Regions from separate parts of the Mus musculus genome. Here regions 1, 2 and 4 are each linked to region 3. A link is a contact called in public Hi-C and HiCAR-type data. All regions are on one chromosome and are shown on one strand. The core of a region is the stretch at or near the end of the contact, and the rest is flanking DNA. Distances in the headings are between cores, read along the strand shown.

Evidence for each region. Hi-C and Micro-C count contacts between places; a contact is called where the count stands out from the background. HiCAR-type assays count read pairs that join an accessible place to other places.
Region 1: a HiCAR-type map of kidney shows a contact between it and region 3, with 3 times the contacts expected there. The contact joins two enhancer-like sites. A contact is called at or near these places in 8 of 484 Hi-C or Micro-C datasets (the N1E-115 cell line, bone marrow-derived macrophages and embryonic stem cells), 4 of 115 datasets of contacts at active chromatin or transcription factors (embryonic stem cells, extraembryonic endoderm stem cells, kidney and 1 more) and 1 of 9 other capture datasets (embryonic stem cells).
Region 2: a Hi-C map of bone marrow-derived macrophages shows a contact between it and region 3, with 34 read pairs. The contact joins the promoter of A530001N23Rik here to the enhancer-like site in region 3. A contact is called at or near these places in 6 of 484 Hi-C or Micro-C datasets (bone marrow-derived macrophages, cerebral cortex, embryonic fibroblasts and 3 more) and 8 of 115 datasets of contacts at active chromatin or transcription factors (bone marrow-derived macrophages, embryonic basal ganglia, embryonic stem cells and 5 more).
Region 4: a contact with region 3 is called in a HiCAR-type map of kidney, with 3 times the contacts expected there. The contact joins two enhancer-like sites. A contact is called at or near these places in 3 of 484 Hi-C or Micro-C datasets (bone marrow-derived macrophages and liver), 7 of 115 datasets of contacts at active chromatin or transcription factors (T-cell acute lymphoblastic leukemia, embryonic basal ganglia, embryonic limb bud and 4 more) and 1 of 9 other capture datasets (embryonic stem cells).

Annotation. Positions count from the first base shown.
Region 1 is chr13:60,555,225-60,561,255 of GRCm38.p6, reverse strand. No RefSeq gene overlaps it. Among named protein-coding and RNA genes, the nearest start is that of Dapk1, 44 kb to the left of the region's middle. Within about 2 kb of position 4,090, at least 7 of the 459 cell types and tissues checked have an H3K27ac peak or open chromatin away from gene starts, as enhancers often do. A contact at or near this core is called in kidney, where this site is marked.
Region 2 is chr13:60,507,174-60,513,424 of GRCm38.p6, reverse strand. A530001N23Rik (a long non-coding RNA gene) reads left to right here and starts at 4,585. Exons shown (of 6, transcript XR_873556.3): 1 at 4,585-4,683.
Region 3 is chr13:60,736,577-60,742,235 of GRCm38.p6, reverse strand. It overlaps Dapk1 (death associated protein kinase 1), which reads right to left. Exons shown (of 26, transcript NM_029653.3): 19 at 2,104-2,181. Among named protein-coding and RNA genes, the nearest start is that of BC051665, 47 kb to the left of the region's middle. Within about 2 kb of position 4,170, at least 245 of the 459 cell types and tissues checked have an H3K27ac peak or open chromatin away from gene starts, as enhancers often do. A contact at or near this core is called in bone marrow-derived macrophages, cerebral cortex, heart atrium and 4 more, where this site is marked.
Region 4 is chr13:60,572,702-60,578,385 of GRCm38.p6, reverse strand. No RefSeq gene overlaps it. Among named protein-coding and RNA genes, the nearest start is that of Dapk1, 26 kb to the left of the region's middle. Within about 2 kb of position 4,090, at least 13 of the 459 cell types and tissues checked have an H3K27ac peak or open chromatin away from gene starts, as enhancers often do. A contact at or near this core is called in kidney and liver, where this site is marked.

The DNA.
Region 1 (6,031 bases), core at 2,841-5,340, 180 kb after region 3:
GCTCGCAGTATGGACCTTTGGGGACAGGAAAGCTTGATTGATCCTTGTGGTGGTTTGAAGGAGAGTGACCTCTATAAGTTTATATATTTGAATACTTGGTCCCCAATTGGTAGAAATGTTTGAAAAGGATTAAAAAAGTGCGACCTTGTTGGAGGAGGTATGTTACCAGAAATGTGCTTTAAGTTTTCAAACGGCCCTGCCATTCCCAGTAAGATCTTTATCTCTCTGACCAGCGTTTATAGATCAGATGTAAATTCTCAACTACTGCTCCAGCGCCCAGCTTGCCTGCCTGCTGCCATGATCCTAGCCACGATGGACATAGGCTCTAATCCTCTGGAACCATCAGCTCCACATTCAACTCTTTCTCTTCTATGTTTACCTGGCCATACCTTATCACAGTAATACAGAGGTAACTAGGACCTTGCTCTTGGCTTGGGGTGGGGCTCATGCAGAGCACTGCTGCCCATAGCGCTCATGTGAAGAAGGAGAGACAGACAGGAGGGAGCCAGAATCCCATGCACCTTCCAGACTGTGCACCTCCTGGCCCTCATTAGGAATCACTAAATGTCCAATCACCTAGCTGCAGTCAAGTCTCACATCACCACTTGGCTTCTGCGAGACAAACTGGGTGCAATCTACAGCACACATTTCTTGTGGCTTTTCAAATTTTTTCATTCACTTTTCAAAATTTTATGGGTGCAATTATATCGCACTCAAACTGCATAAGAAAATAAAGTTTCCACTTAGGTGAAGGGTGTTTGGGGACAATGGTGACAGGGGAAATGCAAGACGAAGCACTTGGGAAACACCTGACACATCTTGGAGAGAAGAGAGGGGGGTCCTTCTTCAGGTAACACACCGTGGAGAGAGGAATGACCAAAAGCAACTTGGGGTGTAAAGGGCTTATTTTACCTCACAGCTTATAGTTTGTATTCCAAGGAAGTCAGGGCAGGAACTCCAGGCAGGAACTGCAGACAGGAGCTGCTGCTTACTGGCTCACTCAACCTGCTTTTTTATACAACCCACCGCCACTGCTCCCACCCCCACCCCCAGACCAAAATAAATGCCCACAGACATGCTCAAGACCAAGCTAATAGGGCAGTGATTCTCAAGCCATGGGTCACAGCCCCTTTGGGGATTGAACAGCCCTTTGACAGGGGTTATGTATCAGATATCCCACATATCAAATATTTACATTACAATTCATAACAGTAGCAAAATTGTGGTTATGAAGCAACAGCAAATAATTTTATGGTGGGGGAGGAGATCACTACAACATGAGGAACTGTATTCAAAGGTTGCAGTGTTAGGAAGGTTGAGAACCCTGCGACAAAGGCCATCCCTCAATTGTGGCAACTCTTTCCAGGTGGGATACATGGAAGACTGAAGTAACAACCAACACAGATTTTCCTTCCTTCCACACCCGATAGGAAAAAGAAAGGGCCGATAGCATGTTCTCATGTGTTTCCTTCAAAGGGACCTGGTTGTGTCTATGCCCCTGGAGCCTTAGGACCCGCTTACCTCCCACTGCGGTGTTACAATGAGACTTGTCTTCCCCCACCCCCATAGGTTCTAGTATGCGAACCCTTGGTTCCCAGTTGGCTATGCTGTTGGGTAGTTTTAGGAGGTAAGGCCTTGCTGGGGGGAAGTATGTCACTGAGCGTGGGCTTTGAGAACTTAAAGAACTTCCTGTTCTCTCTCTCTCTCTCTCTCTCTCTCTCTCTCTCTCTCTCTCTCTCTCTCTCCTTTGTGCTTGAGGCTGGAGATGTGGTCTCTCAGTTTCCTGCTCAGGTTGCTGTGCTTGCTGCTGGTTGCCATGCCCCTGACCCCTGATGGGCTGTCACTCTTGGAACCGTGAGCCAGGATAATCTTTCTTCATTCATTACTTTTGGTCAAGGTGTTTTATCACAGCAATAGAAAAGTAACGCGTACAGTTAGGGTGGGATTTCCATACTAGTTGATGGTGAAGAGGCTGGGACAGTCTTAAGCAGAGTAAGAGAGAAAGACAAACACCATGAGGTCATCCAAGCATAGAACACAACAGCATCCCATGTATCTTTTTGGGTAAACCGTAACTAAGTGTATCCTTGCTGCACAACAAGGTTGACAGTTTAGTTGTTATTCAGCCAATTTTAGGTTGCTGCTAGGGATCTATTGTTTGGGAAATCAGTTTTTCAAAAGATCTGCACCTGAGCATCTAGGACTTGGGGTAGAGAAACTGACACAGAGGTTTTCTGGGTCAGCTTGGATCCCTCTTCCTGAGACACAAATGACCCTCTCAAGAGTACCTGCTTTCCCTTGCAGGCTGCACGCATGCATCTTTCCAGACACTCTCCATGACACTTGAGGTTAAACAAAGGCAGATGCCTGGATCCTGAGGGACAGTGTGGCTGACTCCTCAACATTGGGATATTTGGACTACAGATGACTCTTTGTCCATACTCATTGGTGTGGTCTTAGAACTTTTTCCTGTCTGACTTCCTTGGTAAATACCTTCAAGGACCTTTGTTCATCTTCCTTTCAGGAAAAGCATAGCAAAATAACCAAGAGGAATCCATTTGCCACAGGAAGACTTGTTCCATCTGGAGGATGAAACAAATACTGACTTCACTTTTCAACTCGATCCTCCCAGAGTCCGTATGACTAACACCCTGGACAGTGACAACCTGTTGCCAATTGTGCCCTCCCCCAGCCTTGAGCAGACTGGCTCAGACCTTGTTTGCCAAGGTTGCTAGCTCACCTAGTGTGGAGTCTTCCGACCTAGGTAAAGTCTTTTGTCTGCCACATCTGCAGCTTCCTGCAAGAAGCTATTTTCTGAGCAGCTGAGCTTGCTTTCCTGAAGAGATCCTGACAAAGTCACCAACGAGGTCCTGACATAGTGGGGGATGGGTTTCCCCCCTTTAAAAATCAGACCCTAGAATTAAAGTTGAGCCCTGATCAGAGAACTTTGTCTTGGCTTGCTATTTCTCTCGCTGTTCTTCCCATCTATCCCCAGCTTTCCTTTCAGGAACCCAGGAACCCGTGGCCGCTGGCAGCTACAGCCAATGACTGCTAGGAAGTATATTTAGATAACTAAACGGGACCTCCATGAACAGCAGATGGCATTTGCCTCTTTCCTTTCCTATTTAAAACAAGGCTTTCTTAGCAGAGGTGATATTAGGACTAGTGAAGGGGAAAACATTTTTTGGAAACATCCCAGATCAATGTTTTAGAGAGAAAAGTAGATAAAAATAAATAAAACTGTGTCTTATTCTGATTTCCAAGTAAAAGGTTGAGTTGAGATTTAAAAAAAAAAAAATACTTATAAGCTCTTCAGGTCTCCATCAACATAAGTGTTGATTAGCTGGATGTGGTAGACCATGCCTGTGATTGGACCTTGTGAGAAGCTGGGGCAGGGGACCAGGAGTTCATGATCAGCCTTGGCTATCTAAGACCTTGTCTCAAAAAACAAAAATCAGACAAAAACTGAATGCCGATGTAGCAAGTAGCAAGGGAAACAAGGGAGGGGGTTCCTGATGTTTGCTGGTGCTCAGCCTCTCTCTTAATTGATTAGTTAGCTTTTCATTGTTGCCAATGAGGCTGATGACATTAACTGGTCATGCAGGATTGGTATGTGAAACTAAGGGACTCCCTGGCCATCTTCCTAAGGAGACACTAAGTAGCTTTCAGGATATACCTAAATTAGACTAATTTAATCTGAAATAACCATGGGCAAAAGAACAATTATATGCAAAGTTATATAAATCTTCATATAAATTCGTAGCTCTCAGACCTGGAATCCCTTGAGATTTGCATTTTTTCAACCTTAATATAGAACATAAATTTGTCCCTAATTTATATTCTCAAAGACTCTGATTGAAGAATTCTTCATTATTAATTCAGGAAAAGCCAAGACCACACATGTATATTAATGGGTAGGCAATTATTTAATTGCTAAATAATTTTCCACCTCATGCTTTAATTATGCATTTTATTGGCAGGTAGCTTTTAGGAAGAGCTTTCTGAAAACAAGGCTGCACTCATTGGCTACATTTAACAGAGCAAGGAGCCATGGGAGCAGAAGCAAAGAAAGGCTCAAGGTCACAGAGGCAAGGTGGATACAGAACTCACAGCCCCCAGGGTGAACCTCTCCATGGTGGCTGGTTCTGCTTGTTGCCTGGGAACCAGAATGCTCCCTCACCCAACAGCATCATCTTTGCAGAGCAAGCTATTACCAGTGTAGACTTTTTAAGTGAAAATTCTTGTTAAACCAGTTCTCCAAATTCTGTATATAGACAAAAGTTCTCATAAGCAATCCTACTCTGAGGAGATTCAGTTCTACCTCAAGGTTTGAAAACTGAATTGCAAGAATGAGCTTAAGGTCAGTTATGTCTCCCACTCCCCATTTTTGCAGTGGTTTGAAAATTTTTATTTTTAAAAGATGACATCAGACAGGTGTTCTCCTCCTGTGAGAAGCAGGAACTGAAGGACTTTGGTACAGAATCACCTACAATAATTATTTACTAAATTCCAGTACTACTTTCAGAATCCCACTTTAAACATTGGCCCCAGGGCACACACCTTTAATCCTAGCACTTGGGAGGTAGAAGTGGGACAATCAGAGGTTCAAGGTCACCTTCAACATTTAGTGAGTTCTAGACTAGCCTGGACTATGTGAGACCTTGTCCAAAAAAATAAATAGTGGCCTCTCCATGAGATAGCTTTCCTTTATAGCAATGATATTAAGAAGGTTAGATTTGGGCTCCTTCCCTTTCCATTCCTCCCCCTCCTGCCCTCTTCCTATTTCTCTCTCTTTTCTTCCTTCCTTCCCTCCCTCCCTCTCTTTTTTCCTTCCTTCCTTCCTTCCTTCCTTCCTTCCTTCCTTCCTTCCTTCCTTCCTTCTTCCTCCCTCCTTCCTTCCTTTCTTCTTCCTGCCTTCCTTTCTTCCTTCTTTCTTTCTTTCTTTCCTTCCTCCCTTCCTTCCTTCCTTCCTTCCTTCCTTCCTTCCTTCCTTCCTTCCTTCCTTCCTTCCTTCCATCCTTCCTTCCTTCTGTCTGTCCATCTGTCTGTCTGATGTAGCCAAGGATGATGCTGAATGGCTCATCCTCCTGTTTCCACCTCCTGAGTATTGGCATTATTGCATGTGGGGTTCTAACCCAGGGCATCCCACATGCTAGGCTCTCACCCTATTAACCAAGCTACAACCCTGGCCCTCCTTGAAATTATACTTTTATTATTTTTTTCAGATTATAATATAATTACATCATTTCCCTTTCCTGTCTCTAACCCCTTCAATATAAATCTTCCCTCCTTTCTGTCTTTCAAATTCATGGCCACTTTTTCATTAATTGTTATGTGCATGTGAGTATATGTATATATGTATTCCTAAGTACATCCTGCTTGGTCTGTATAATGTTACTTTTATGGAGTTTTTCAGTACTGACCGTTTGGTACTGGATAACTAGTTGGTGTGCTCTTCCCTGGGAAAGACTATTTCTCCTGCTCTTGGCACACTTTAGTTACCCACAGTTATTTGTACAGCGTTGAGGTTTCCTGCACTGTTGAGGCCGGCCAGCGGCTCACATGTGGGTTCAAGCCTGGAAGGCATCTTGGAATCTGGAAGAAAAGAGGGAATCTAGGCGGCGGGAGAAAGGATGGAGCTAGGACAAGATTCTGATCAAAGCTTAATTTTAATATTCGGAAACATGGGGTTATAAAGAAGGGGGAGGGGCCCATTCCTGCCAAATCATCTTCGGAGTCCAGCTGCAGGTGACCACGTGACTACTCTGGAACATTTAGGCGGCAGATAGCAGCAGTGGGAGTGGCAGAACGATAGGGTGGCAGGCTCCACCCCCGATGATCTCCTGGTGATAACAGTCAAGCCGGATCAGCCTGATTTCGGGCTGGGGGGAGGGGGTGGGGGCGAGGTTACACTGCACCTCCTTGAAGCATTTGCTGTTATTGTTTTGCTGGTGTTAGCAGCGTGGTGGATGCATGGACCAAATGGGTAATATGCAAGGACCACTTCAGAGATGAGTTCATGACTAATGCC
Region 2 (6,251 bases), core at 3,336-5,835, 230 kb after region 3:
CTTCCTAGAGGTAGCCCACATGCACAACTAACACAGCTATCCTTCTTCATATCCAGTTGGCAATTTGTCTGGGAGTTCCAGTATGAAGGAGCTGGGCTGGATCAGATGAAGCAAGGTCTTCTGTGTGCACAACACCTCACCATAGGTTGTCAATCGTCGGGCAATGTTTAGGGGTGAGAGGCCAAACATGGAGATAAATTGAGGCATCAGGTCCATGCATACGCTACTAGGTGACAGGATCAACGGAAGGAAGTCACGAGAAATTCTGTGGTAATTCCTAGCTGCGCATGTGCCATCCTCTAGTTTCTTAGCTGACCGACTCAAGCCAGACAAGTTCACACTGCGGCTGCATGTGAGACCTCTAAGCCTGAGGCTGTGAACCTTCCTAGTCTTCCTGGGACGCCCCTGTCAGGTGTGGACTAACACCACGGCTTTAGTTGTAAGACGCTTTCTGCCCTTGGTGGGATTTGGGGTGAGAACCCTCAGCTGTGTAAGCTCCAGTGTGTGCTGCCTCTGGGGTCCTCAGATACTGTGGTTCTCTTATGTTGACTATTGGATCGGCAAACAGATGTGAAACTCTTCGCAGTGGCCTCTTTGTTATCACCATCTTCAAAGAGAGACAATCTCCTTGGCCACCATTTCTCAGGGAAGATCATTGTGCTCTTCATTGCCACTGGAGTCCACTTGCTCACTCAGGGAAGAAGCAGAAGATGGGACCACTCAAGAGGGCAGCATAGCTCAGCTGGTAGAGGTTTGCCTGGTATGCACAGGATGGGTTTATCCCTAGCACTGCTTACAGTGGGAATGGTGGTATGTAGCCTAAAGATCAACATGCCAGGGTCATCCTCAGCTATACAGAGAATTCCAAAATAGTCTGGGCAACAAGTGACCTTGTCCTAAAACAAATCAAAAGGAGGAGAGGACATTCTTTTATTATTATTATTATTGTTATTATTATTATTTTGGCTATTTTCTTTATTTACATTTCAAATGTTTTCCCCTTTCCAGCTCTCCCCTTCAAAAACCCCCTGTCCCATATCCCCACCCCCTGGCCTCTATGAGAGTGCTCCCCCACCCACCCACTCACTCCTGTCTTCCCGCCTTGGCATTCCCCTACACTGTTGCTCCGTCCATGGAGCTGCAAACTCCCTCAGCTCCTTCAGTCCCTTCTCCAACTCCTCCATTGGGGACCCCGTGCTCAGTCCAATGGTTGACTGCGAGCATCAGCCTCTGTATTTGTCAGGCTCTGGCAGAGCTTCTCAGGAAAGAGCCATATCAGGCAAGCACTTCCTGGCATCCGCAATAGCGTCTGGGTTTGGTGACTGCATATGGGATAGGTCCTCAGGTGGGGCAGTCTCTGGATGGCCTTTTTCCTTCAGTGGAGAGGACACTCACTGTCACAGTGTTCCAGTGACCTTATTGAATACCATATCTAAAGGTTTATAACACTGGGACTTGGGCTTTTGCTTCTAAATCAAGAAAACTGACGTGGGTTGGCAGGTAACAAGCACAGTCGAGCTGTAGAATCACTTGTCAACGAGTGTGAGTGTGGAGACGGAGCCGTAAAGAGCTACCCGATACACAGTGAGGGATGTGAGCAGGAGGAGGTGGAGAGGGACTTGATTTCTTGGGAGCAGGAGAGCATGTGTGGGTTGGAATCCATAACCACGAATGTGAGTAGAGCTGTCACAGAGCTGCTGCGACTGGGGAAGGCCAGAGGTTCTAGAGAGGGGGCAGAGGCAGGAGTGAGGTGGACAGCCAGGTAGAAACCCAGGGAAGGGCTGTGAACTCCAGCTTCAAATTAAGATCTATGCAGTGTGAATAGCACTGGTGGCATGTGCAGGATGAACACTGGGGCTAGTGATTGTCAGGATGTGAGCAATCTCAGAAAAGACAGGAAGGTGACCAGCTACGATGTGGCCATGAGGTGCAAGCTATGTAACACGCCCGGTCAGGAATCTAGTCCACTTTTCTTGCTCTTTTATAGTAAGTAGAAGTGTCAGGATGATACTATAGAGACTGATCCTCAAGGGCGGCACGGGGTGATGTGCTGTTGGAACCGAGCTGTCCTGCCCGAAGAAAGCCCAGAGCACACAGAGACCCACATGTAGATGCCCTGGCCAGCAGCCCAGCTGAATATCCAAGACCACAGCTGGTATCACTGCTAGAAGGCTCCATGAGACAGCCACAGCATGAGTACTCTCAGTGGGGGCTGGCTATTCTCCCATCTCCCCTTCCCCACTCCCTTTCCTTCCTCCTTGACCAAAATCATAGCAGTCTTATACGCTGCTGGGTTTGGGCTTCCTCAGAAGCAGGTACAGGAATAGGCAAAGGAAGCTGTAACTGATGGCAGAGCTTTGGAAACTTATAGAGAGCCCTTTAATTCCCTCTTATCGTTCTGTTACTTTCCCTTTCAGCTCACTGGTTTCTATAGGAAAATACACCAATGTACAAGAGAGATGGGGCTGTCACCATTGAGACAGCCCGGAAGGAGACTTTATCAACAGCCTCCAAGGTCAGGTTAGGGAGCCGATATTTCAAGACGACCCGTATCACCCCGCATCCTCATAGGGCAGCTCTCCAGTAAGGGTCGGGTCATAGGCAGCTCGTAGGCATTCTACTTTAGTTTTTAAACACATTCTGATTTGTGCGCTCTTGGTGCGGTTCTCCACATGACTATTGGACTCCGGGTCGGGTTGTGGGTATCACTCGGCAGTGTGCAAACATGTGGGGGAGGTTTGTGTGTGTGAGAGGAGCCTTCTAGATAGCAAGGGCAAGAGAAAAAGCGAGACCAAGGCTGGAAGGAGAAATGGTAATTAACTCCCATTGTACCCTGTGTCAAGCTATTATTCTAACATAATGTATATTTTACCTCGTGAGTAGGAATCGGGATTTTTGTTCAAAACCACTTTTCTTATTTTAAATGGTGAATTTTATGTATCATTAAATCCATTCTTGTATAAAATCAGAGCTATTTTAAGTTTTTTTTTTTAATTTTTTTATTTCTTCCTGAGTTCTGAGGAAAGGGAGAACTGAACACCAGCAACATCTTTTTAGAACACTGGTTCTCAACCTTCCTAAAGCTGTGACCCTTTTGTATAGTTCCTCATGCTGTGGTGACCACCCTCAACCATAAAATTATTTTCATTGCTACTCCATAAATTTGCTACTGTTTGAAACAGAATGTAAACATCTCTGTTTCCTGATGGTCATCGGTGACTTGTGAAAGGGTCATTCAACCCCAAAGGGGTCGGGACACACAGGTTGAGAACTGCTGTTCTTGAAGCACCAAGCCATGGAGGGAGGTGCTAGCAGCACAGGATGTTTGAGAAGAGCGGACTAGGGGCTGCAGAACTGGCTCTGCTGTCAGGAACACTCGCTGTTCTCGAGGAGGACCCAGATTCAGTTCCTAGCACCCACACAGCAGCTCACAACAATCCATAGCTTCAGTTGGAGGGATCAAATGTCATCTGACCTTGCCAGGCACTGTACTCTATGGTCCACACAAACCTTCACAGGCAAACAAACACACATACACCTAAATGGATGCTTTTTTTTTTTTTTTTAAGTGAAAGCGGAACAGATTAGCTCCCTCTTTCCCAGGCCCCTTTTCATCGTACCTCATTGACAGATTCTACCAGGCAAGGATAGACTGTGTATGGGGCCCTAGTATGCCTGCATTGGTGCTAAGCACATGGGGGGGGGGGGGGTGTTTCTGATCATTATTTCCTCAAATCGTCAGTATGGCAACTTTTTTGCACAGAGTTTACGTTGCATTTGGTATTGAAGGTAACTTAGAGAGTACACTGGAAAGTCAGGGTCGGGGGGAGGGCATATGAGGATTCTTCACCATCCTAGGAGGCATGTTAATGATCTCAAATTTTGGTATCTGTGGGGAGCCTTGGAACACACACATACACACACACACACACACACACACACACCGTATCAACCAGCTGGAGAGATGTCTTGGAAACAATTCTAAAAGCTAGCTGTTACACACGGTTCTGTGACCACCTGTGCCTTTCACCCCTTATTTCTTTTCTTTTCTTTGCTTGTTTGTTTGTTTGTTTTGTTTTGTTTTTTGCATGTCTGTCTCATCGCCTCTTCGGGTGGTTTCTATGTTGTCACAGAAGAGATGCGTCCACGGAATTAAATGGAGAGAGTCTGATGTAGATATCATTTACTAAGATCTTTAATCAATATTTTCTGATTCAAGTTTTTGTAAAGGCCACGCAAGAGACGTTTTATCATAGCCTTCCCTTGATCATGTGATCGTCAAAGAGCTGAGAGGGCTGGCAACTCGATGAAGGGCATACAGCTGGCAGAAGGCTGAGCCAAGATTTGCATCTGATTCTAGAGCTCGTGTTCCACCCATTGGTCATAGGCCAAACACTGCTGTCTTTCCTTTGTAAATTGTTTCTTTCTATATATTTGTCTATTATTGAGGTATCTATTCTAATTATGAGATTACTGGAGTAATGATCTCATGGCCCAGTGACCCATTATGGTTTGCAATGAAGTGCACTTAAATCCTTCACCCAATAGAAAGCTCAGCATCTCCTGAGACCCTGCCTTCTAGGGAGCTCTCAAGGCAGCTGGGCAGGAAGCTGGGTAAGCCTTCGTGCCTCCTGGCAGAGCCTGCACCTCGTCGGAAACGGAACAGCACGGTTCAGATTTGGGGTGAGCACTTTTCCTTAACAGCTATATCAGGGCTTAATTGATCTTGTCTTATTGGTCACCAGTTGCAATCGGTTAGATTCGGATCCTTCACATGGAAATCCTATGGAGCCTGGTCTTCAGAAACAAACAAACAAACGAACAAACGAAACCAAAACAAGAAAGCCCAAGACAATTAAAAGTCTAAGATAGAAAGTGGGGATTTCCAAGTGTCCCACCAGAATTGGATTGACATTCACATATCTGAGCTCCTCTGCCCGTTCCCACAACAATTAGTAGCTATTTACTGTGTTGTGTGATATTTTTATGGTTCTCTTAAAATCTGTTTCAGGCTTAGGTTCAGACTGGTTTCCAAGGACTTGCCTAACCTCTGCAGTTTGTGGATGATTGTGTAATACTGACTTGGTCACGATTGTGAAATAATATGAAATATTAGCCAAATATTTCTTTTCTTTTTTTTTAAATAAATAACTTGCCCTAATTAAGGGCTTTCAAGTTTTTTAAGCTCACTATGAATTAGAATCATCTGGGAAGCCGAACAGGCTCGCCCTATGCCCTCAGCCCAGATGGAATCCATCAGTGCTTCTGGGACCTGTCTGAGCATCTTGTTTGTGTGGGATTTTCGTGCAAAGGATACAAAGGCAAAGAGTAAAGAGAAATATTGGGGTTTGAGTTTGAACAGGCTGGCAGAGCAGAGGAGAGGACGCAGACAGGAGATCCATCACGAGACAGTCTGAGGGGGCAGTGGGGGAACTCAGAGGGCAAAGGAGAAAGCCAGAGAGAAATGATGAAGACAAATGATGAAGACTACTTATCTCAGGCTCCTGGAGAGTCTCCTAGACTAATGCGCACAAACTCGTGCTTCTGAGATTAGTGGCCACATAGAACACTGGATAGCTTTACAGATGTCTTTATGGTGTGATAGATATAGAATGTCTGCCTCCACTGTCCTCCTTTGCCCAAATCCTTGACACTTCATTCAACTCCCCAGAGCGTAGATGACATTCTTAGCAAGCAAGCAAGGGAGGGAAGGAGAGTCCTGAGTTTTGGTGGTGGGAAGGGAATGTTCAGAAGAGAAAACAGGCCTCCAGCATTTGCTTACTCTGTGAATTTTGATGAATGTCTCTATCAAGATTATTTAATGCCCAGCAAAGTGGAGTGAGAAACTGTAGAGACCATATCTAGAGGTTAGGCAAGGCCCCTGGTTAGGGGATGGGGCCATCCACTCATCTCCAAATTTTTAACCCAGAATTGTTCCTGTCTAAAGGAAATACAGGGGCAAAGTGTGGAGCAGAGGCTGAAGGAAAGGTCATCCAGAGACTGTCCCACCAGGGGATCCATCCATATACAGACACCAAACCTAGTAACTATTGCTGATACCAGGAAGTGCTTGCTAACAGGAGCCTGATATAGCTCTTTCCTGAGAGGCTCTGCCAGAGCTTGACAAATACAGATGTTGATGCCCAAAACCAACGATTGGACTGAGCAAGGGGACCCCAATGGAGGAGTTAGGGAAAGGACTAAAGGAGCTGAAGGTGTTTGAAACCCCATAAGAAGAACAACAGTGTCAA
Region 3 (5,659 bases), core at 2,921-5,420:
AGACAGGATGTACCGCCCACCTGCAATGAATGGCAGGAGCACCCTGGTGAAGACTACTGAGGAGCATGGCCACAGCGGACACTGCAGCCTCCCCTCTTCCCTGAACTGTGCTCTTTTTGAACAGTCTGTCCTCCTGGAGACTGAATTGATAACCGTAAACATATGCCTGGCCTTTCTCTCTCTGCAGACACTGGTGGCTTCTGTCCTCACTCCCCAGTGCCGTTGCTTTGACTTCCGAAAGCAAATCTTCTATCTATCGGGTGCTTCCAGCGCTGATGAGTTATCGCAGTTCAGGACTTAGTTTTTTTAAATCTGAGAGATCTGAAGGAAAGAATGGATCAGCAGAGCTCTGCCTCCCACCAGAAGGCTGAGGCCTAGAGTCACGTGGACGACAATGAAGGTAAGTGTGTCCTGTTGAACAAGACATTTATAAAATCCTGCCTGATGGAACAGAAGCCCCAGCTCAGCACACTGTGATCTGTGACTAGGCAGGGTGGCTCAGCGCAGGCTCACTGAGATGTCCCCAGGCTGGCTGGCTGGAAATAAACACCACAAAGTCCCCGTGCCCACAGAAAGACCAAGGATGTAGAGATCTCGTGATATGGGATTTGCACTAACTCCTCTCAATCTCTTTGAGGATTGGTGTTCTGGTAGGAACATCCTCCCCTGTGAACCCTGGGGATGTAAAATGTCAGTGCCAGTCACAGAAGTTCAGGGCCCCCACCGCATTTGCAATGGTCCATTCTAAAAATGCTCTTCAGGGTGCTGTGCCAAGCACAAAGGAAGCCACTCGGTGCTCAGTGTGTACAGGTGCTGTTCTCAAGACGTCTTTCGGGGCTCATTACCATTCTCTGAGCTGGCACCTCGTCCCATGGGTCGGATGCAGATGCTAAGGCACAGAGCTGATGAGCAATGGGCCAGTTCATCCAGCAAGAGTTTTATGGGGCATCCAGGCTACCTAGGCTTATTAGTTCTTGTTAACTTTATATAAATTATAGTCACCTCAGAAGAGGGACCCTCGATTGAGGAATTGCCTCCATTAAACTGACATGTGAGGCATTTTCTCCATCCATTTGGGAGAGTCCAGCCCTCTATGCTGCCCCTGAGCAGGTAGTCTGGGGTTTTATAAGAAAGCAGGCTGAGCAAGCCACAGGGAAAAAACCAGCAAGCAGCACCTCTCCATGCTACGAATGTAAGTCAAGTCTCCCTGAATACTCCATAAGCTCGCTCTCTACCAACTGAGCTACATCCCCAGATCCAGGGTAAGGGTTAAAATGTATCCTTCTGCTTCAGCCTAGAAACTCATGTACTTACTATCTCTTTGTAAGTATTTCTAAAAGCCAAACAATACCCGTTTTCTATGACAACTCCCTACACATAAATATTGGTAACCCGACTGTCTAACTTTTGCTACTACATTTTAAATAGAACTTCAGTGAACATCTTTGTGTGTTAACAAACAGATAGATACCTTAGCCAAAATGGTTTGGGTTTTTTTTTTTAGTCTCTTGATATATCATGTGGGTTGTAAATCGTTCACCTGTGTTTACTTATTTTTCTGTTTTTATAAACTCTACAGTGCTGTGATTTGATAAACAGGAGATTAACTGATACCTGAAAACTCAAAACAAAATAGGAGAAGGGACACCACTAGTGTTCTTCCCCATCCGCTGTGGGGGTGGTGGCACAGAGAGGGCTGGGTAAACAAAACCAGCACAGCGGTGGGAAGAGCATCAAACTAGTTTGTGTGTCTGTCCATGCATGGCCTGCATGCCTGGTGCTCGAAGAGGCCAGCAGGGGGTGCTGGGTATCTTGTAAATACAGGGCTTACAAATGAGCTACCGTGTAGGTGCTAGGAATTGAACCCTGGTTCTCTGCAAGAGCAACCATTGCACGTAACCACTGAGCCCATCCCTCCAGCCCGAAAATTTGTCTTTACAACAACTGTAGAAGAAACCCCTTAGACATTTATGTGTGTGTGCCAACTGACAGGACAAGGAAAGATGATCTTCCTAAACCTACGTCCAATGTCTCCTTCTAGTAAGGAAAACACCAAGAACTTCTCACATAAGAACAATCTGAGGACCTCCGGTGAAGGCTCACCTTCCGCAGTCTTGCCAGGAGCCCTGCCACATGCTCGTGCTGTTCTGCCTTGGCGAGGTCCTCGGCCGTCTTTCCATCCTGTAGGAAACAGATGATCAGTGTCACAGAGCTGCACGGGACCTCAACATGCTAGTTCAGCGAAGAAATGGGAGGCACAGCAGGGTCAAAAGAAAGTTGGACAAACTCTAAGTCCTGGCCTGTTTTCTCATCTAAGGAAACCTTATTTTATTTGGTGGCTCAGGAAGGAAAAATGACAGAGCAAGAAATGCAGTAGTGTCCTGAGGTGTCAACAGAAAGATGCTGAGTGCATAGACTCAGAGCTTACTCATTCTCCTCTGACTATCCCATCCCCGATGGAACTTCTGTCTCTATGGCAGCAGTCTACTCTTTCAGTTCTCACACATACAAACCTGGTCCTCGCTCTACACCGTGGCTGGTAACTACTGTACCTTCCAAAGGACGCTTAGTCTAGCACAGGTTGATTTAAGGTGGCTGAAAAAACACAAAGCAGAGACCTAAGGGCCCACAGCACTGTGACATTTACTGTTTGATTAGAGACTTTTCATGGAGCTGTGGTTTCATATGAAGGGACCTACTCTTATGTCTATACCATGAACATGCACATCTCCTGAGAACGTTCCGGTCCAAGCCTGATCAAGTTCGCAGCGGATCACATGAACTGCATGATATCACAGTCCCTTGTGGGGACAGGAGCTGTGGCTATGTCCCCTCTACACTAAGGGAGATAGATACCACTGTTCAGCTAAAGTATTATACAGCCCTAAAATTCAATCTTCAAAAAAAATGAAGACACCTTTTTAAGAGAAGAAAAAAAGTCTATGGTCTCATTATCTGCATTTGTAATAAGTCATCCCATGAAGAGTTGGGACATCTTGTCTACCTGCCAACCTCCCAGTTCCTCCACTCAAGTTGCTCTTGAGATACATATGGGGCCTCTCTGGACCAGCAAATCTTAATCTTGGCCCTGCTGGACTATGTCATTCTCTGCTGTGGAAAGCCATTATCAGCCTTATACAATGTGAATAACACCTCTGTGGTCTACCAAGGCACTGGTGATATTCCTCAACCTCCAGCTTAAAAATCAACCACGTCTCCAGATAAGTCCACGTGTCTTCTGGGGACAAAATTGCCAAGCTGTGAATGAATGCTCTCTCCAGGCTGAAACTCTGGCTCAGGTGTGTGTTCCACCCCATTCTTATTATGTATCCTAAAGTCCTGAGATGGATCCAACAGGCAAGCTAGAACTTCTCCTTTGCTCTGGACCGAACTGAGTTCCTTACTAGACACTGTACCTCCAACTAAGAGTTCCCATCAAACCGTCTCATGGCTTCATGGGGTGCCTTTAAGGCATTGAGGAAGAGGTGCAGAATAAAAAAAGCAGCTCCTAAAAGGTGACTAGAGTCTCTGCAGAGTTGGTGGTAGAGGAGAAGCCAGGAGCGCTCAGAATATAAAGGTGACACTAGGGGGTGCTGTGGTGCCACATGCTATCTGTACAGTCATCTCAGAAGCCAGAAAAAAGTTACGGCTCTGGCTGGCTGTCCCACAGGGCAGCATCCGCAGGGACGGGTCTGAAATGTGATTCTGAAAAGACGGCTGTCAGTACAGAACGTACAAGGCACTAAAAACTCCGTACCGATAAGAGAATATGAGAAATATTAATATTCTCAAATTCCTCCTGTTGAAATGAGATTTCACACGCATTGCTGAAAGCCGTTTCGTCTGCTGCTTCTTTAATGCGACTGCTAGAAAATTCAGAAGGACAGACATGCTTTGGCCTTTGTCTCTAAGTGATGTCCCCGGTCCACGGTTATCCCACTCCTCACAAAAAGTCATCACTGCTGAAAGAGGAGGATGCTTGCTTCCCCTGCTAGGAGGCCAGATGCCTACCAGGCTTGCTTACTGATGGGAGCCTCTCAGTTCTGCTTCTAGCATGATCCCTGTAATCTGTACAAGAGTGGGTGGTCACCAAGCTCAGGCCTCCTAACCTAATGCTTTTCACGAGCCACGCCCACTTCCTGACTACTCAGCTGCCAGACTGCACGAGCCACGCCCATTTCCTGACTGCTCAGCTGAGGCAGCAGAGAAGTCAGCTTCACCCACCTCCCAGTCCCCACCCTTATCTGACATCACTCTTGCTCCACCCCCTGCCTACTGATGGTCAAGACTCTTTGATCAGTGCCCCTCTCTCATTTTCTAGAAGTTTCTCTGTGTGGGGCATCTATCTGAGTAAATGACAAGGCTAAGCACAGACAGGAAACACTCATGAGTCTCTCTAGAAGCTGAAAGAGGTGGGAGACGGGAAGGCAGTATAAGCAGGGTGTGGCGGGAGCAGAGAAGACAGCCACTGCGGGAAAGAGTGGGGGGTGGGGGTGGGAGGGGCATGGGCTCACAGAGCAACACAAAGGGACCAGAGACTGCACACACATCTGGATCCAACAGCTGATAGCATCTTCAGAGTCACCCTGGTTTTTATTTTCCCACAAGGCATCATCTGATATATATACACACATATTATACAATAGATATATAATATATAATAAATATAAAAATGCATGTGATGTGTTACTGCAGGATAGCTAACCTGTGGGTAAAGGTTAATGAAGGCACCTCAGGCCTAAAATGTCCTGTGTGGCAGGGGTAAATAAGCATCCTGAGAAATGTGTGCATTCCCTGCACACACTGCTCATATCTGTGCCTGCAGAGACCAGTACTGCACAGAACAGGCCCGTTACATCTTGAGAGTTAACGGTACTGCAAAGACCTACACACAGACAGGGACACACACACACACACACACACACTCTGGAGGACCATGCCAGGCATCTGGGCCTCAGCAGCATGGATAGCCAAAGACAATGCTATATAAATGGATGAGCATAGCTGTGCCTCAGCGAAATTTCATTTACCAAAACAAATGGCAGGCTAGATGGAGCTCTAAGGGCCAGCTCGGTTAAGACTTTGAAGATCTCCAAGAACCTCAGAGCCTTAGGTAAGGTGCAACATCAAACACCATGTGCTCTCCTTCAAGACTGTCGATAAAGTTCAGATCTTCGAATGTCAAGACCACACACACACACAAGTAATTAACCCACCTTAGGCCCAGCAACATATCAAGCAATAGTTCATGGCTACAACTGAACTGCCACTTCACCTTGTTGGCCAAACTCTTATCTATGGTGTTTATTTTATGAAATATGAAGCAAACGGTTTCTTCTGAGGAGTGGGGGAAGGGGGAAGGGCAGCGCTAAGCCTGAAATGAGAAGCCAGAGGAATGGACTATGTCTTACTTAGAAATAATTTTCAATCCCAGCAGCAAAGGCGGACTCTAAACAGTAGACACCAGCCCTTTGCCTCCAGGCTGTTCATGACCCCCCAAGACCACACAGGGGATCCAGCTCCTCCCACAGGGCACTGGGCCTCTTGTACCCTGGGGCCAACGGGAAGCACTTATGAAAGAGAAATCCATACGTGGAATAGAAAGCTAAGAGGCACTGTTGTGTAACACGGTAAACAAAAGGCCAGTGTGAACCAGCGG
Region 4 (5,684 bases), core at 2,841-5,340, 160 kb after region 3:
TGAATTAACATCCCCAAATGGAGTCATGATAATCTGGTCCCCGTGATGGGATTTATTCTTAGAGTAGATTCTTCATGAAAGCCTTTGGCTGCTGTGATTTCAGGTTTATGTATATCAGAGACAACCCAGAGTCAAGTGTTGATTCAGCCATGGCGGGTGTCTGTATGGTAATGGAGAAACTGTCAGAGGAATTTCTCTCCACATCCACCCAGGTTAATATACAGGAAAATGCAGGACAGGGAAGATATCCAACTGAGCAACACTGTAAAAGAATTATTTTGTTTTACATTGATAAACGATCATTGTGCATATGTATGGGGTACAGTCTGGAAGAAATGGTATTGAGAGTAAGTGTCCCTGGTTATTCCCTGCAAGAGAGAGGAGGGTTCATAATTGGGTCTATGATGTAATGACAACAGACAAAAGGAGACTAACTATACAAATATATTCTATTCCTGGAAACCTCACAGAAGAGAAAAGCAGATAGTTCGAAACTCAGTAAGATTTAGGAGACGTGGAGAGATGTGGCACCTCAAAAAACAGCCAGTGGCTTCCAGGAAAGAGGAAAGGCTCCTGAAAAGAAGAGAGGCTCTGTGCACCACACACTGCTGCACTCTTGAACTTGACACAGCTGCTTGCCTATACAAGATCTTCATGAAACAAAGCCCAACCACACTGTGTCTTGGGAAGGGGAGGGGCTTGTGGAAGCCACTGGTATGAAGCCCGTGTTCCTGTAAATAAAAGCTTAATGGAACCATTGAGCCACAGAGTAAGTAAATATCTGTATCTGCATCATCTATATCTGGATCTGGACAAGTTGAGAAGAAGAGAAAAACAGGATTATCAGTTGACAGAAAAAAGAGGAAGTAAAGTATGTGTATGAATATTGAAGTACATTTTGGGCCAGATATGGTGTTGCATGCCTTTAATCACAGCACTCAGGAAGCAGAGGCAGGTGGATCTCTCTGAGTTCAACACAAGTTAAGTCTATGGTGAGTTCCAGGCCAGTCAGAGCTACATGGCAAGACCCTATGTGAAAAATCCAAAATAAAATTAAATTGAAAAATGAAAAGCAGACATGCCCAAAATGTTATGGTGAAATATCACAGTGTCTAATGAATACAGGCTAAAGAGATGATAGCTTTGGCAAGTGTGACTCTGTGTACTGCTGACTCTAGCTCCCCTCTCAGTTGCCCATCATTGATGAGTGCCAGAGGAGGGGGCCCATGGCAGCAAGCTCCTTTTAGAGTGTCTGTTTTTGGGTAGATCAAATAGTGTGTGTTTGTTGTTTGCCAAATGATCTGAGCTAAAATTCGCCACCACAGGAATGGCCTTGCAGCGCACACCTACAATCCCAGCCCTGAGAGGCCCAGGAGGAGGGGCCTGAAATTACATAAAAGCCGGTTCTATCCCTCATTCTACCCTGTGGGTCCTAGGACAGAATTGTGTTTCCAGGATTGGCACTAAGCACCTTCACCCAGTGAGCCATCTAGCCTGCCCTTTGAAAGGCAAGATAATAAAGCAAAACTCAATTAAGCTAAAATCTGCTTTTTTGTTTTGTTTGGACTTTACTCTTTGGTATCTGACTCTGAGACAAGGGACTGAGGTACACATTTTATGTATCAAAGCAGACCTGGCCATCGTGTTCTCCTAACATCCCTCAGACCTACCTGTACCCTGCCCCCAACCCTGAACTTTCCAGCCCAGAGGCTGCCCTTCCTCCTCTAATATAATCCGGACATTTTGGTCCCATCCCCCACACACATCCCTATCCCTCTCTCCATCTCTCCCTCTCCCCTCTTTCTTTCACTTTCTTTCCTTCTCTCTCTGCACACACACTTTTTTCTCTCTCTTCCCCCTCTCCTCTCTCTTTCCCTTCCCATGCTGACCTCCATTCTTAGGGTCAGCAAACTCACCCACCAGAGAGCAGCCTACCAATAAACCTGCATTTAATATGATCTAATCTGGTTTGAATTGGCTCATTTCACCAGCTTTGGCTTTGGGGCAAAGCTTTTCCTAAGTGTTTGAACTTCTATTGAGTGGTCTCCAGTTGATCTTTGCCTCCTGGATGGACATTCTGACATCTTCATGGGGACCACACTCAGGAAGCAGACACAGCTAGAGCAGGCTGTTCAGGGCTGGCATATGAATACCTTGGCAGACCATTCTCCTTCCTGGCCTCGGGTCAGGCGGGCCTCATATTAGAGACCCAGTATTTGTATGCAAGGATGCTTCTTCCTGGATGTGGGCTGTCAATCACGGTAAAAACAACCATACTTTAGATAGCAATAGGTATTCAGGTGAATAAACCTGATGAATTTAAATTAAATATCAAACAACAGCGAGGCAGTAAACATTGATCTTCCCTTAGACTAGTTGTATTTTCTATGGAGTGGTCCAGTTGGAAGGGGATAAATTTTGTGTTTCTTTGTAGATAATCTCTCATGACCCATGGTGTTCTGAATATACTAACGTGGGGGCTAATTGCATACGGTCAAAATGGCCTCAGGACTTGATGCTGAAGTTGCTCAGAAAAGTGTTTCATGTTTTTGTGGAACTCAAGGAGTCACAGAAAATATTCACATTCAAATAAAATAAAGTAAGCCGGGCATGGTGGCGCACACCTTTAGTCCCAGCACTCGGGAGGAAGAGGCAGGTAGATTTCTGAGTTTAAGGCCAGCCTAGTCTACAAAGTGAGTTCAAGGACAGCCAGGGCTACACAGAGAAACCCTGTCTGGAAAAACCAAAAATAAATAAATAAATAAATAAATAAATAAATAAATAATAAAATAAATAAAGCTGAAAGTGGGGGCGCTGGAGAGATGGCTCAGTGGTTAAGAGCACTTACTGCTCTTCCAGAGGTCCTGAGTTCCCAGCAATGACATGGTGGCTCACAACCATCTCTAATGGGATCCGATGCCCTCTTCTACATCTGAAGAGAATGACAGTGTACTCACATACATAAAATAAATAAATAAATAAATCTTTTTTGAAAAGGAAAGAATAAATAGATAAATAGGTAGATGATAAATAAATAAATAAATAAATAAATAAATAAATAAAGCTGAAAGTGTTGCTAACTTCAAATTTCACCTAAACAGAGCTTTGGTCTGCTCTTACAGAACCAACAAATCCCGACAGGAAGGAGAATATCCAGTCCTGGGTATGTTGTGCTTCCTTCTCTTTCGGGTTTTGTTTTATTTTGGTGCTGTGCGTGAAACCCTGGGCATCTAGTGCCTGATAGGCAACTGTCTACCACAGAGCCACAACCTTAGCCTGTTTTACATAATTCTTCCAAGTCAGAAAGCTAGGAGGGCCAAAGGCAGACACAAAACAAAGAAATTCCTCACTATTTGTGGATGATAGAGGGTAGGGGTTTTAGCATTTTAGTGATTGTTGGGCAGGGGTTCAGGGTGCTAACTCAGAAAGCTAACTACCCTTTGCCACACCTGCCTTGGGGAATTCAACTCTGGGAGTTTAGCTGCTTAGGGAACTACTGAGCTGTATAAGGCCTGGTGGTCCCACTGGTATCTGTGATCTAACTCTCAGCCCACTACTGGCTCTCTGTGACTTCTTTAGCTTTCAGAGTCATGTTCATATGTTCTCTCTTATGTGTATGTGTGTGCGTGTGTGCATGGACATGTGCATTGCTAGGAAGTAGGGATTCACACACACACCATATAAGTACTCTAACACGTGCCTCCTAGAAACTTGACCTGAAATGGTAGAACCTTCTACAGCAAAGGTCAGACGTCTGCTAGCCCTATGAACTCTGACTTTCCACAAATCTCGGCTTTGTTGTTATAAGAGATACTGCACGTAGCCACGATCCTTGCTTAAGCCTTTCCCAAGTTGCAGGCTTGACTAATCCTGTCTGGTAGGCTGGAGGTGAGAGGTGAATCACCTGAGATTTCCATCAAGCCTTTTTTTTTGTGGTAGAAAGAGAGGAAGAGATGTTGGGTCTCCATTGCCTGGCCTTGATGCTGGCACAAGTGACTGAATGTGACCCAATGAGTGATGTTTTCTTCAGAGGTCAGCGCCCTGAAGAGCTTGGGCCCTCCTCTGGTGTCTGGGACCAGCAAGGGCAAACTTGGCTCGATGGAGAAGAGAAAAATCTGAGAAGAGGAGCATGCTGGGGTGGAACATGATTCAGACCAATCCCGTGAAGTTCCAACGAAGTTTCTGATTCCTAGATTCTTAGAAATCTTGCACAAGAGTACGTAAACAAATGTGGATTGGGTTTTAACACGGAACATTTCTGGCTGGCTGTCATTGTAAGGAAAATTTCAGACATACACGTGACTTGCAGAGGGGTGTTGTTTGGGGAAAACCTTGTAATTAGATCCAAACCCTTGACAAGCACCAGCACAGGACTGTAATTTCAAGTGTCAATGCCACACACGGTCTGAATCATGTTCCACTGTGTGTTCTCTTCAAGGTTTGTCTCGCCCTACAAAAGCCAAAAAGATCATTGGTTGTCCAAAATAGTCACCTTAATTTGCTGGAAGGAAAAACCAGTTTGTGGATCAAGTAGGGAAATAAAACGATTTGGTCAGGAAGCTCCCTGCCCCAATTCCCTTTCCTGTAAGAGGACGGGGTTAAATCCAGGGAAGTTACAAATTTACTGATTGGCAACATATTCTCCAGGGGTTGCTGGGTGTGTGTGTGTGTGTGTGTGTGTGTGAAGGGGACAGGTGCCAGGTTAAGGCTCAGTTAACACTGTTTCCTTTTAGTTTTGTCTGCATTCAAAGGACTTGTTACATTTACATATTAGAACCTACACCAGGAAAATTTGTCATGTTTTAAAAAGTGGGAATGTCTCTATTGTTTTCCTGATGTCAGCTTTCTGGTTCTAAATATTGGTAAAACAGAATTTAATCATTTATTTTTTTAAAGGCTTATTTCTTTATTATGCATACAGCATTATGCCTGCATGTATGCCTGCATGCCAGAAGAGAGTGCCAGGTCCCATTATAAATGGTTATGACCCACCATATTGCTGGGAATTGAATTCAGAACCATTGGAAGAGCCCAGTGCTCTTAACCTCTGAGCCATCTCTCCAGTCCAAAACATAGAACTTATAAAACAGCAGTCACTCACAAGCATTCTCTCCCAGTAGCAGCCACGGCCTCGGTCCCCTGGTGGGATATGAGCACCCATTCACATTTACTCCCCTGTTACATCCATAGAAATCACACCATCAGGTTTGGTTCCTGCAGGTTAGGTGCACGCTTTTCCATGTCAATAGGAAATCTATGCATGTAAAGAGACTGCCCAACCTAGGCATTCATCCCATCTTCAGACACCCCTCCCCTATTGTGGATACCAAGAAGCCCTTGCTGATAGGAGCCTGGTATAGCTGTTCCCTGAGAGGTTCTACCAGAGCCTGACCAATACAGATGCAGATACTCATAGGCAACCATCGGACTGAGCCTGGGGAGCCCAATGGAAGAGCTAGGGGAAGGACTGAAGGAGCTAATGGGGATTGCAACCCCATAGGAAGAACAACACCATTAACTAACCTGACCACCCAGAGCTCCCAGGGACTAAACCACCAACCTATTGCTATACTTGGAGAGATCCATGGCTCCAGAGACATATGTAGCAGAGGATGGCATCAGTGGGAGGGGAGGCCCTTGGTCCTGTGGAAGCTTGATGCTTCAGCATAGAGGGATGGTAGGGC